Linked DNA regions of Mus musculus: all the other regions are linked to region 3. A link is a contact called in public HiChIP or PLAC-seq and promoter capture Hi-C data. All regions are on one chromosome and are shown on one strand. Each heading gives the region's core, a stretch centred on a gene start, on an enhancer-like site or on the middle of the called end of the contact. The rest is flanking DNA. Distances are from core to core; before and after follow the strand shown.

What was found. Promoter capture Hi-C pulls out the DNA fragments that hold promoters and counts their contacts. HiChIP or PLAC-seq counts read pairs in DNA pulled down with a chosen protein or histone mark.
Region 1: a FOXA1 HiChIP or PLAC-seq map of pancreatic cancer cells shows a contact between it and region 3. The contact joins the enhancer-like site here to the promoter of Scaf11 in region 3. A contact is called at or near these places in 5 of 39 promoter capture datasets (hippocampal neurons, liver, pre-B cells and 2 more) and 1 of 115 datasets of contacts at active chromatin or transcription factors (pancreatic cancer cells).
Region 2: a contact with region 3 is called in a promoter capture Hi-C map of neutrophils, with 3 times the contacts expected there. The contact joins the enhancer-like site here to the promoter of Scaf11 in region 3. A contact is called at or near these places in 2 of 39 promoter capture datasets (neutrophils and stem cell-derived epiblast-like cells), 1 of 484 Hi-C or Micro-C datasets (muscle stem cells) and 2 of 115 datasets of contacts at active chromatin or transcription factors (bone marrow-derived macrophages and memory CD8 T cells).
Region 4: a contact with region 3 is called in an H3K27ac HiChIP or PLAC-seq map of microglia, with 4 times the contacts expected there. The contact joins the enhancer-like site here to the promoter of Scaf11 in region 3. A contact is called at or near these places in 1 of 484 Hi-C or Micro-C datasets (muscle stem cells) and 4 of 115 datasets of contacts at active chromatin or transcription factors (bone marrow-derived macrophages, large pre-B cells, microglia and 1 more).

The regions. Positions count from the first base shown.
Region 1 is chr15:95,988,256-95,990,955 of GRCm38.p6, forward strand. No RefSeq gene overlaps it. Among named protein-coding and RNA genes, the nearest start is that of Gm41389, 78 kb to the left of the region's middle. Within about 2 kb of position 1,431, at least 14 of the 459 cell types and tissues checked have an H3K27ac peak or open chromatin away from gene starts, as enhancers often do. A contact at or near this core is called in pancreatic cancer cells, where this site is marked.
Region 2 is chr15:96,777,196-96,779,895 of GRCm38.p6, forward strand. No RefSeq gene overlaps it. Among named protein-coding and RNA genes, the nearest start is that of Gm32564, 40 kb to the right of the region's middle. Within about 2 kb of position 1,271, at least 72 of the 459 cell types and tissues checked have an H3K27ac peak or open chromatin away from gene starts, as enhancers often do. A contact at or near this core is called in memory CD8 T cells and neutrophils, where this site is marked.
Region 3 is chr15:96,459,461-96,462,160 of GRCm38.p6, forward strand. Scaf11 (SR-related CTD-associated factor 11) reads right to left here and starts at 1,383. Exons shown (of 15, transcript NM_028148.2): 1 at 1,142-1,383. It overlaps Gm41408, which reads left to right. Exons shown (of 2, transcript XM_030248866.1): 2 at 584-2,700. The coding sequence ends at 1,449.
Region 4 is chr15:96,756,742-96,759,441 of GRCm38.p6, forward strand. No RefSeq gene overlaps it. Among named protein-coding and RNA genes, the nearest start is that of Slc38a2, 58 kb to the left of the region's middle. Within about 2 kb of position 1,255, at least 99 of the 459 cell types and tissues checked have an H3K27ac peak or open chromatin away from gene starts, as enhancers often do. A contact at or near this core is called in bone marrow-derived macrophages and microglia, where this site is marked.

The DNA of each region.
Region 1 (2,700 bases), core at 181-2,680, 470 kb before region 3:
TTCTTGGCCTGAGACAAAAGCCAGACAGCTTAAAACCAAGACATTGTAGGCTTTTCCATCCATTAGTAAGCCCCTGCTTATGGACTGGAGTTCAAGACTGCATCAAGACTCTTGACACAACAGCTGTGGGCCAATCAACCATTCAATCTTTCTTCAAACTGGACAAGGATAAATTAGGAGAAGACCCTTCCTAGACTTTAAGAACCCCAGTCCGTGAGAAGAGATAAGAGTCCCCTTCCACCTCTGCTTTGCCAAGGGTCTTTTTTTCTTTTCTTTCCCACATGCCCGCTGCATGTTCCTAACTATGGATTCTGTCTTCTTCTGTTCACGGTGTGTGAGATTTCTCCACAGCTACCCACCACACTCAGGATTTTTCCTGCCTTTTAATTCTATAACGCATTGAGAAAATGAACTGGTAAGACTCCTAGATGGTGACAATATGAAAATAGCAAAACCATCTGGGGAAATAAGAGTTCTCGTGGAAGTGGGGGTGGGGGAAGTAGAGGCAGTATGAAGCAGATTGTGTTCACATACAATATATACAAATGTCAGTACATAGTACAATACCAGTGTACAATGAGTATACTTGATGAAAAGTGAACACACACACGTACACGCACACTCTTAGCTGCTAAATGATCCAGCTCATCTCACATGATTACTCCAAGACCGTTTAAATAGCCAAGGCCTGGAATCAATCTAAGTGTCCATAACAAACAAATGGATAAGTAAGATGTATCAAACATACACAATGGAGTATATAACTCAGGCATGAAAAAAAAATGAAGTTCTCTAATTTCTAGCAAAATAGATAAAATGGGGCGACCTTGTGTTAAATGAAATGAGACAGACACAGAGAAGTTCAGAGGAGATGGCTCATTGGTTAGGGGCACTTGCTGCTCTTGCAGAAGGTGGAGGTTCAAATGTTAGCACTCACATGGTGGGCCACAACCATGTGGCACTGCAGCTACACACACAGACATAGACACACACACACAAACACACAAAAATATAAATGAAAGATTTTTTTTTAAAAAAAAAGCAGGCACAGAAAGAAAAGTTTATTCTCACAAGGAAAGCTGGGGAGCGAGAGGAAGCCTACCTAACGGCTGCAAAGATGTTACTAGGGATTGGGAGGGCTGGGCCATAGCGCCCTGGATGTGTGTATGAAAACAGCAACTCCAGTATATGTAGATAAAACATCCTATTAAAAATATCTTGATAAATTCATTTCACTTCATTTCCTCCTTATCAAGTTGAGAGGATTTAAATATCAGATTTATAAATGTTTATCTCTGGAAGTACTTTAAAAAAAATAGGGGTATATCCCCTATTTACTCTAATTATCTAGAGGCTGAATAGACAAGAGACAGTGGCCCGATCATGATCAGAAAAGGACTCTGACTCATAGCCTGCACAGAACACAAGCTTTTATCTACACTAGCCAGCCCAGGTGGCTCTAAGCCAGACGTACACCATCTCCAGTGACATTCCAAGTAGACAAACAGGAACTTTTGTAACAACCAACCTGATATTGCCAGGACTTGACTAGTAACTGACATCCACCCCAACTTTTGTCTCCAGTTGCAACCTAGAAATCAGGGAATGCAACGCATGTGTCCTCACCCAACTCTACAGTACACCAGGTTCCAGCAGCTGCCAGTCGCTTCCCTGTCAACAGCCTCCAGTCACGACACACCTGTTGCTTCCTCGTTTTCTGCACAACTTTCCCACACCTCTCAAAGTTTGCGAGTGTCTGCTCAAATAGAGGTGATGGCGGTTGACTTCCTTGCTATAGCAGGCTGTGGGTCGATAGTCTTACATTGTTATTATTTGGTTGGATTTCACATTGCTAACAATGCAGAGGGGGTGGGCGTTGTTAGGTGTGTAGGGCAAATATTGAGGAGCTTTAGTTTTGGCTAGCTTCCACCCTGAGTCACAGGGGAGGGATTCTGATAGCTGCCAAGTGGATCTTCCAAAAGTGTGTATCAAGCCATTAGGCATGTGAACTCAACAGAGAAATTGGGAGTCTAAGGGAGGTTTCAGGGGTGGAGAATGAGAACAAGAATCTAATCTTTGCCCTGGTGAGGACTCTGCTGCTCAGCTCTCTCTGTGGTGCTCTTTGAGTTTAGCCTATCTGATTCAATGGAGAGTTTGGTGATTGTTGTGAGTAATATTAAAAAATGAACCTAGCAACTCTCCATGAGCCAGACTGCACTCCTGCACTCCTGCCAGCCCACCAACTCTCCGGCCACCCTGGTCCACACTGCTATGATCAGGTGCTTGTCCCTGGCACCGCTAGTTCTTCCTTAGCCATAAACTCATGTAATCAGGGATCCCACATTCCAGTAACTAAATGGAACCACCAACCTCGAGGTTGCATATCACAAGACCCAGTAACTCGGTAGAATCAAGACTCTTAAAGCTTAATTAACCAATCAGATTTATATATCAACAATATCACAGTTTACAAGATGCCAATTCAATAATTTCAGAGCCAATTGATAATGGTAAAAGCTTTATCCCAATATTTCTAACCTTGTGAAATCATAGCTACTTGTGGCTGGAAAACATCACGTGGGTTCACATCCCCAGCCATCTTGGTTCCCCCCTACTCTAAGATGCTCCTTCTCTCTGGGTCTCTTAGCTCTTCCTCCCTTTTCCCTGTCCAATCACAGGCCTCCCACTGCCCTAATGTGA
Region 2 (2,700 bases), core at 21-2,520, 320 kb after region 3:
AGAAGAAAAGGCAGAAAAGAAACACTGATTTTAAAACTACACTATAAGTTCATAAGCATAACAACAATGGCCGTTCTATTCTTTGAAGCAATGGATTTTTTTTTTAATTTAAAATATTTTAAATATGTTTCCTTATCGATCTACTGGATGAGGGAGGCCTGTACAGCATAGGGCACATGCAGAAGTTAGAGGACAACTTGTGATGATGGGTCTTCCTTCTGCCATGCGGGCTCCAGAGGGTTGACTTCAGGTCACCAGCCTTAGTGTCCTTTACTTTCTGACTTGTCTTGCTGGTCCTGTGGCAATTTTTCTTGTACTTCAGGGTTAAAATGTCCTTCTTTCCTTGGCTTATAATTTACTTTTCTAGGACACTGTTCCATAAACACAATAGGAAGTCCCCCCCCCCCCATTATGTTTCTGTGCTGACCCCAAATAGCCTCTAGCAAGGCTCAAAACAAAGACACTCGGACTAAAGTTCCATACCACCAAATGGAAATTAGCTTACTCTATGACCACCTTGAGAAGTCAGGAGGGACGTGACAGCCATGTTGAACAAATGGGCCACTTTCTTTCAGTGTGACAGTGATGTTCTTCTTCCCTTCACTCTGACACACAAAGACTAATGGAAATGACACGGTGGTAGCCAGTCTTCTGTGGCTCTACTGATCTTCCCGGTTTCCACGAATTACAAAGAAAGAACAGAAACGATGTTTTTCTTAGTCTCTGCTTACTTCATCCTTTGCTGCCGGTGAAGCCGACCTCTGCTTCTCACCCCATTGGAATTCTGTCCACCTGATGGCATAAGGGGTGAGAAGCAGAGGTCGGCTTCACTGGGGGTCTGTATCCACTCACACCCCCAGAGAAAGCTAACTAAGATTGGTAGATTTAAAGGGATTTGCTGTTCGCGCCTTTTGACAGCGGCATGGGCTGGATCATCTTTGTTGCAGCGGATCTTGGTGGAAAGATTTGTCTTCAACAGTGGAGTCTGACCCTTCATCCTCCTCATTACGAGGTGGCACTCTTTAAACACCTTTCCTCCATGGTCCCTTGGCCTCTGGGGTTGAGAGTTCCAACATGGAGCCCTGTGCATTACAGTCTTGACAGCGCTCCTGATGGCTGCCCGGAGCCGGAGTTCTGTGCAACCAGGCCAGGGTGCACTTAGCATTTTGGTGTGCTTACACCAATTTCCCCTTGCACGGTTTAGTAACTGCGAGAACTGAAACACTTCCCCTGACTCTCCACATCAAAGTAGGGGGTGCTTCTAGCAGGAAGTAGGGTACAGTGTGCTTATCTGCATGCTGGGGTACAAGACGTGGAGGTCAGGGCCAGAGAGCTAAGGCTAGGCTTGGCTGTCTAGATACACACGCTGCACAGAATTAAGTGAAAAACAAAACAAAATCCCCCAGATCTGCATAGAAAGCTTAAGACCGCAATGGCTTATGTCTACTGATGCTATTCAAGGAATACATTAGATTGCCCCTGCATGATGAGCACCCACCATGCTCAGGCATTCACAGGAGCAGGCAGGCCCAGGTGCTTCAGAACTCCAGTGCGAACTGCGCATGCCCAGAACTCAAGCTTGTGTATCGCGCTGGTTCTTGCTTCTAGGATGAGCCTCCCCTTTTGCCGAAGTCTCGGCTTTGGCCACAGCCGGATTCTCTATTGCTCTCCCGTTTGGCGCCCCTGGGTTCCTGTCCAAATCTATTTTGGCAGTCATTTCTGTGGAGACAGGACTGTCTGTGTTGTTCAATGCTATATCTGTAACTATTAGCCTTTGGCAGAGAAGAATGTAAGAGCATGTTTAACAAATGATACGTGGAATTCTAGAAAGTGCTATTGGACGTAAGCAGCTTCCAAGAGATATTCTTGCATTTAGTAAGGTCAACATACTAGGAAAGGGGTTGTGTGGGTGGAGTGGGGGACGGGGCGGGGGGGGGGGAGACTAGGATACTTGAGAGCATTAGCAGAAACACACTGTAAATTTACAACTACAAAGGAAAACAAACAAATATGAAGGCTCATAACGCCTGATTTAGAAAATGGTTCTATTATACATAATGTTTCAAAAAAAATACAAATACAAACCTTGGTGTGCAGTTTAGCACTGAATTTAGGAAAAGAAATTGAATGGAAGACTCCATGCAAAAGCATCACACAATAAAAACTGAGCAAATATTGCAATTTTTCTCAAAGCAAACTTTGATGACGACTATTTCTTGTCTATTAATTGGTCTAGTGTCTAACGAAAGCAAGGCCAGGAAAGTTACCCTGTCCCATATTTTTAGAAGCACTTAAGTGACCTACCTAGTCTGACAGCGCCTTGAGAGCTAGGCCACGTCCAGAACGTTTTGTATCTTTGTGGAGCGTTTGATACATTCTTGCCACCCGCTCCTTTCTTTTAAGGAATCCTGCAGATCAAGTGTCCAGCCACAGTGGGATACTTGTTCTAAAGCAATCATCAGCCAGGTTAAGACAACATGAAAAGTATTTCTAAGTTTGCCAAGAGTTTGTTCCCACACTTCAGCCCAGATAATTTCTTTTGCTCCTTGTAGATGGTAGAGGCAAGTCTCTATGACATGCAGGATGCTTGACAGAGGATGTCACGTCAGGTTGAGTGACTGGCTTGTAATCCCTCGTGTTTTAGCAGAGTAATTAAAAAGGACAGGGAGATCCCTTTTGATCTTTGATTGAATATATTTA
Region 3 (2,700 bases), core at 133-2,632:
AAAATTTTATTAAAAATACCGGTTAAATGAAAGGGCTAAGAATCTATTGCCTTCACTGTTGTGGGGCTGCGGCAAATAAATCATACATGAGTTATCTTTTCCTTGAAAAATGAAAAAAAACGTACTTATTGATATACTTTCCCCAAAATTCAGAGAAAACTGCCCAAACTGGGGGAAATTTGAATACTACCATATCTTAGTCAAGGCATACTAAAAAACTTTCTCGTCAGTTTTCGTTAGTTCGCTGCTAGTATATAAGGATGGTAGCCAAAATGTAATCCAAAATGAATGAGAAGCAGCCGCGGTTTTACGTAGTACGATCAGCATGTAAAACTTGCATTCTGTATTGTTTACTACCTCACACACGCAGATGATTAGCCGGACTACCGGAATACGATACTGTACAGATCAACGCATGGGGAGTGTAGGTCACCATTTCAATCTGGGACTGTTGCCCTCAATTGCAACCAGGTGTCTTTTAAATTAAATTCTTCGAGATCCGTGCGGAAGACGAGCGTGCATTGGCCAATCTTCTAATCGGTACTCAGTCCCCGGCTCTAAGGCGGGGTTGAGCGGGGCTGAGTTTCGATCTCCCGGCCGGTTGGACCGCGGGCAGCCCGGGCAGCGGGTTTTAAAAACGACGGCGGGGGTGGGGAGGCGGCCGCCGAGGGAGGGAGGGAGAGGCCGAGGCCAGGCGCCGGCCAGCGCTTCCTCGTTCAGGCGCCGGGGAGGTCACAGCCTAGTGAAGTTTGGTTTCACAAGCGGGACCCGGAGGCTCGGGGACGAACGCGAACTCCACGGGAAAGCGGGCCAGCCTGGGAGCGCCCGGAAGCACGGCCGACACGTTCCCACTGCGGGTGGGGGAGCTGCGGGCCGGGCCTGGAGCCCCTTCCTGCCTCGGCCGAGGCCCCGCAGCCCGCGCCGCCCCGCTCTGCTCCTAGGCCCCGCGCGCGCCCAAACTGGACCTCCGCCCCGCGCCGCCCGGGGCCGCGGCTCCCAACTTTGCTCGCAGCGAAAGACACCGCCCGAGCCGCGCGCGAGCCCCAAACTTTGCCCGCCCGCCCGGCCCGCGCCCCCGCCGCGCCGCGCTGCGCTGCGCCCCGGGGCGCCTCGTCCGCTCTCTCCGGCCCGCCGTGTTTACCTGAGGCCGAGGTCCCGCGGCCGCGCCGGCGCAGGAGGCCCGGTCTCCGTCAGTCCGCCGCTAAGTTCTGCACCATGGACTCCTCCGGCCGCTCGGAAGCGCGCGCGGCCCGCGGGCTGGCTCGGACGGCCGGGTCGGGAGCACGCAGGCAGCCACGCAGCAGGAGACCCGGGCAGGCGGCGCTAGCTCCGCGCCGCTTGCGCCACCGCCGCTCCCCTCCCCCGCCGTGTCTGGCGGCTCCCTCCCTTTCTCCCTCCCTCCTTCCGCGGGGCTCAGCCGCGCCGCCACAGGTCGGCGCACTGTGGTGACGACGCGGGCGGGCGGGCGGGCGGGCGGCTGGACCCGCCGCACGCTACCTGCTCGCGGGCGCTGCCGTACTCCCCCGGACCTCCAGGGGGCGCCCGCGAGCCGCGACGGACGGACGGACGTGGTGGGCGGGGCACGCCGCCCGGCTGGAGAGCGGGAGCTCCGGCGTCTGCGAGTGGCCGGGGCTTCTGGGAAACATTCTTCTTGCCCCGCCCTCTTGCCGCTCGGAGCGCTACGCGCACGCGCCGTGCTCAGTCCTCGCTCCACCCCTTTCCCCCTCATCCCCACCCCCGCCCCTGCGCCCTGGCCGCGCTCTCTCTGGTCGTGGCCTTTCCTGGCAGGCTCCGTGGGCGACAATAAAGATGTTTTGGAGAGACTGCAGTCCCGAGAAGAACTCGTGCGTAGTTGGCACGGATGAAGTACTCCGCCCGCTGCACGTGCGCGGCGGCCTGCCAGCCCGGGACACACTCCCACGCCCTAAGCCCGCGTCCCCGAGGCTAGCCGAGCCTGGCTGGCTTTAAGTGCTTCCACTTTCAGTCACTCTGCGATGTCCTCCTGCCCTGCAGCGCCCTCGGATCTTTTGTTTCACCTCGGAGGTGTCTTTACAGGCTTTTCGTCAGGCGCTGGCTTTTTCACCCCCTGCTCCACGCTCTAGCTTTTCCTAGTTGTCCTCTTGCAATCCACGCTGTCGCCTGGCCACCCCAACCCAGGCTGTTCCCTCCCTACCTCCAGCCCAGCAGCGTCCCCTGCCCTCCTCTCTGATCCTGTCGCTTCCCTGGCATCTTCATCCTGTGCTACTTGGCTGTTCAGTGCCCGTCACGTCACACCGAAGTTTGGGATGATGTCTCGTTAAGCTCTTCACAGAGCCGAGCACCAGCAAGGGACTGGGTAAATAACCGCTTAGGAATGCAATGAATGGCAGCCTTGTCTCTCCCAGTGTCAGTGAGCTATCTTCATAGGTTTGGAAATGTGGTGTTCCTGTGTGCAAGTATTTCGCAGTGATTTAGAGGTGTTAAAATACTTTGTTCTGATGAAACAAGACTTTCTGAGGGACCTTTCTCTTGTAATGACGACGAATGAAGCTGGTGATTAAGAAAACCTAAAAACCTGTTGAAACTGTTGTGTGACAGAATCAAGTCAAAGGCACTGTTAACCATCCTGCAGAGATAAAGTTTAGCTTTCCTGTGTACACTCGGGGTCCAGAATTCACCCTAGAGAATTTTATCAGTAAGAGCAATTCCCGGTGAAGATGT
Region 4 (2,700 bases), core at 5-2,504, 300 kb after region 3:
AATAGACAACTGGTGGTGACTGCGGAGCCTGAGAGTCTGGACCCTTTCCTGGCCAAGCTGGGATTAAGGCCTAAGATTGATCTAGAGTCTCAGAGAAAGTGAGCCGGGAACTGGGAGAGATCATGGAGTGTGGCAGGAAGCCTAAGGCAGAGAGAGGAAGAGCAGGTCCCCAGTGGAGTTTGTTTGCAATTTAAATCAGGGGCTCAAAATAGCTGGCATTAATACCTCATTACTGGTTGGTTTATTTGGTCCTCGCATCCTGGCTTTGTGTTAGATCACCTGTGCAGACTTAAAAGGGTGGAAATGCTTGGCTCCCTTGCGGGGAATTCTAAGTGGAAGGGTTGTGGAAGGTATCCAGACATCTGTTGTGGGTTCAACATTGAGGAAGCAATTCTGTGAGTGGCTCGTCTTTGAAAATACAGTACTTTTCAAAAGGGACCAACAACCGATCACATGATTACTTTTTATGAGGAAAGTCCCTCAGATTTATTGAGACCTTTTTGTCAAGACAGAAATGAGAGAATCTCAGTGGAGTAGCAGACAAATGTTCAATATATATGTATGTAAAGGCATATGTGAATGTATATGTATATGACTGCAAAGATGTATCTGTTCCTCTTCTTTTTATTCTATACTTACAATAATTGAGACAGTAGTGTGTGTGTGTATTGGGGTGGGGGGAGAGTTGAGGCAAGGACTTCGTTTTCATGTAGGCTGACAGTGAACTCCTAGTCTTCCTGCCTCAGCCTCCCCACGAGTCACCAACGCTGAAAAGCTACCATCTGAGGTATGCTCTAGAAATGTAAGCACGTATCTCAGGCTAGGAGCTCTGCCCGGCAGTGCCAGGAGAGCCTGTCTTCGCAAGTGAGGAAGTCAGACTGCAGTGGAGGACTGGCATTGCGAACCAGCCAGTGAGCACCCATGACAGCTCTTGCAGAGGAAGATGCGGTGGTGCTGCGGCTGATTTCAACACAGACCTGCCAGTCTCCTTCTGAGAACTGTCTTAAGGAGAAACTTGTTAAAAAGTAACATTGAACGAAAAGAGCAATTATGTTTCAATATATAGCAACATTGGAGATGACAATTACCAAGGACTCACAGGTACATTACTGAATAATGACTTCATTAAAAGTTTGACATTAGAAATGGCTCAGGCAAAATGCTTGTGACCAAAAGTCAGATGAAATGCTCAGTACCAGGAAGTTGTATACAAGCTGTTCCCAGTGCAGGAAGTGGTACAAAGATGGAGGAGGCATGGGGTCAGTGACCAGAGCTCTGTGTGTGCTCTCCCTGGTGCATGTAACAGGGTAGGGTAGGGGTGAGGAAGTGGAGGTGGGGTTGTTCTGGTCAGCATTCCTAAAGAAAATTAATCACTCTTGTTTGGTCAGTGGGCTAGGATGTTGTTTATGTGGAATTATTGGTGACTTTGGTCATTAGTCCTCTGTGGAAAGGGCTTGCCTGCAGGAAGAGGCAATAAAACCCAGAAGAGTCACCAAGTATCAGAGAAGTGTGTGTGTGTGTGTGTGTGTGTGTGTGTGTAAGAGGCAATAAAAAGTCAGAAGAGTCACCAAGTATCAGAGAAGTGCGTGTGTGTGTGGGTGTGTGTGTATGTGGGTGTTAGGAAGCAGATGTACTTGAAGGGAGCTTGGAAGTTGCCAAGACAGATGCTGAGACAGATTTTTAAATGTTTGTTTGTTTGCTTGCTTGCTATTTTTGTTTTTCAAGACAGGGTTTCTCTGTGTAGCCCTGGCTGTCCTGGAGCTCACTTCGTAGACCAGGCTGGCCTTGAACTCACAGAGATCTGCCTGCCTTTGCCTCACAGAGTGCTAGGATTAAAGATGTGAGCCACCACACCTGGCTAAATGTGACATTTATATGAGCCTGTAAAAATCCCTTGTGTGTGTGTGTGTGTGTGTGTGTGTAAGTGTGTTTATGTGTGTCTGTGTGTGCCTATATCTGTGTGTATGCCTCTGTGTGTTTATGTGTGTCTGTGTGCGCCTGTGTGCCTGTGTGTGTCTGTGTCTGTGTGTCTGTGTGGAGGTTAGAGGAGCACGTAAGCTGTCCTATACTGTTGAAACAGGGTCTGTCACCAAACCTGGAGCTAGACTGGCAGCCAGTAAGCCCCAGTGTCCCCCCTGTCTTTGTCTCCCATAGTGCTGGGTTACAGGAATGTGTGTCTATGTCCAGCTTTTTGTCTGAGTGATTGAGATGAGAACTCAGGTCGTCATGTTTGAACAACATGGAAGCTCAGCCAGTGAGCCTCCTTCCCAAGCCCCAAGCCCCGCAACCCCTTCCTTGTGGGGCTACCTAACGCTGTTACTGTGTTACCACCAGCAACCACCAGCAACTGGAAGAATTTGGACAATAGACTCTTTCCTTTTAAAAGGCGTTTTTATTCTATTTAGAATCTGCCAAAGTTGTTACTTGTTTATCCTTTAAAGGAGCCTTTCCTACTTTCTGAAATACTAGAACATTTCGTTCCGTGTAGACGGCCACCTCAATGAATCACTTCCCATTGCATTATGGATAGAATTGGTGCCTATTGAACTGTCACTTCCTCTCATGTCTTTTTCTTTTCCTTCAACCTCAGTCACATTAACTGCTCGCCCATATCCTGCTTCCGACAATAGACAGCTGGAGAATGCTGTGGAAAGAGTGGTCGGAACCACAATGGGGATCAGAATCTGCCCAGGGCAGAAA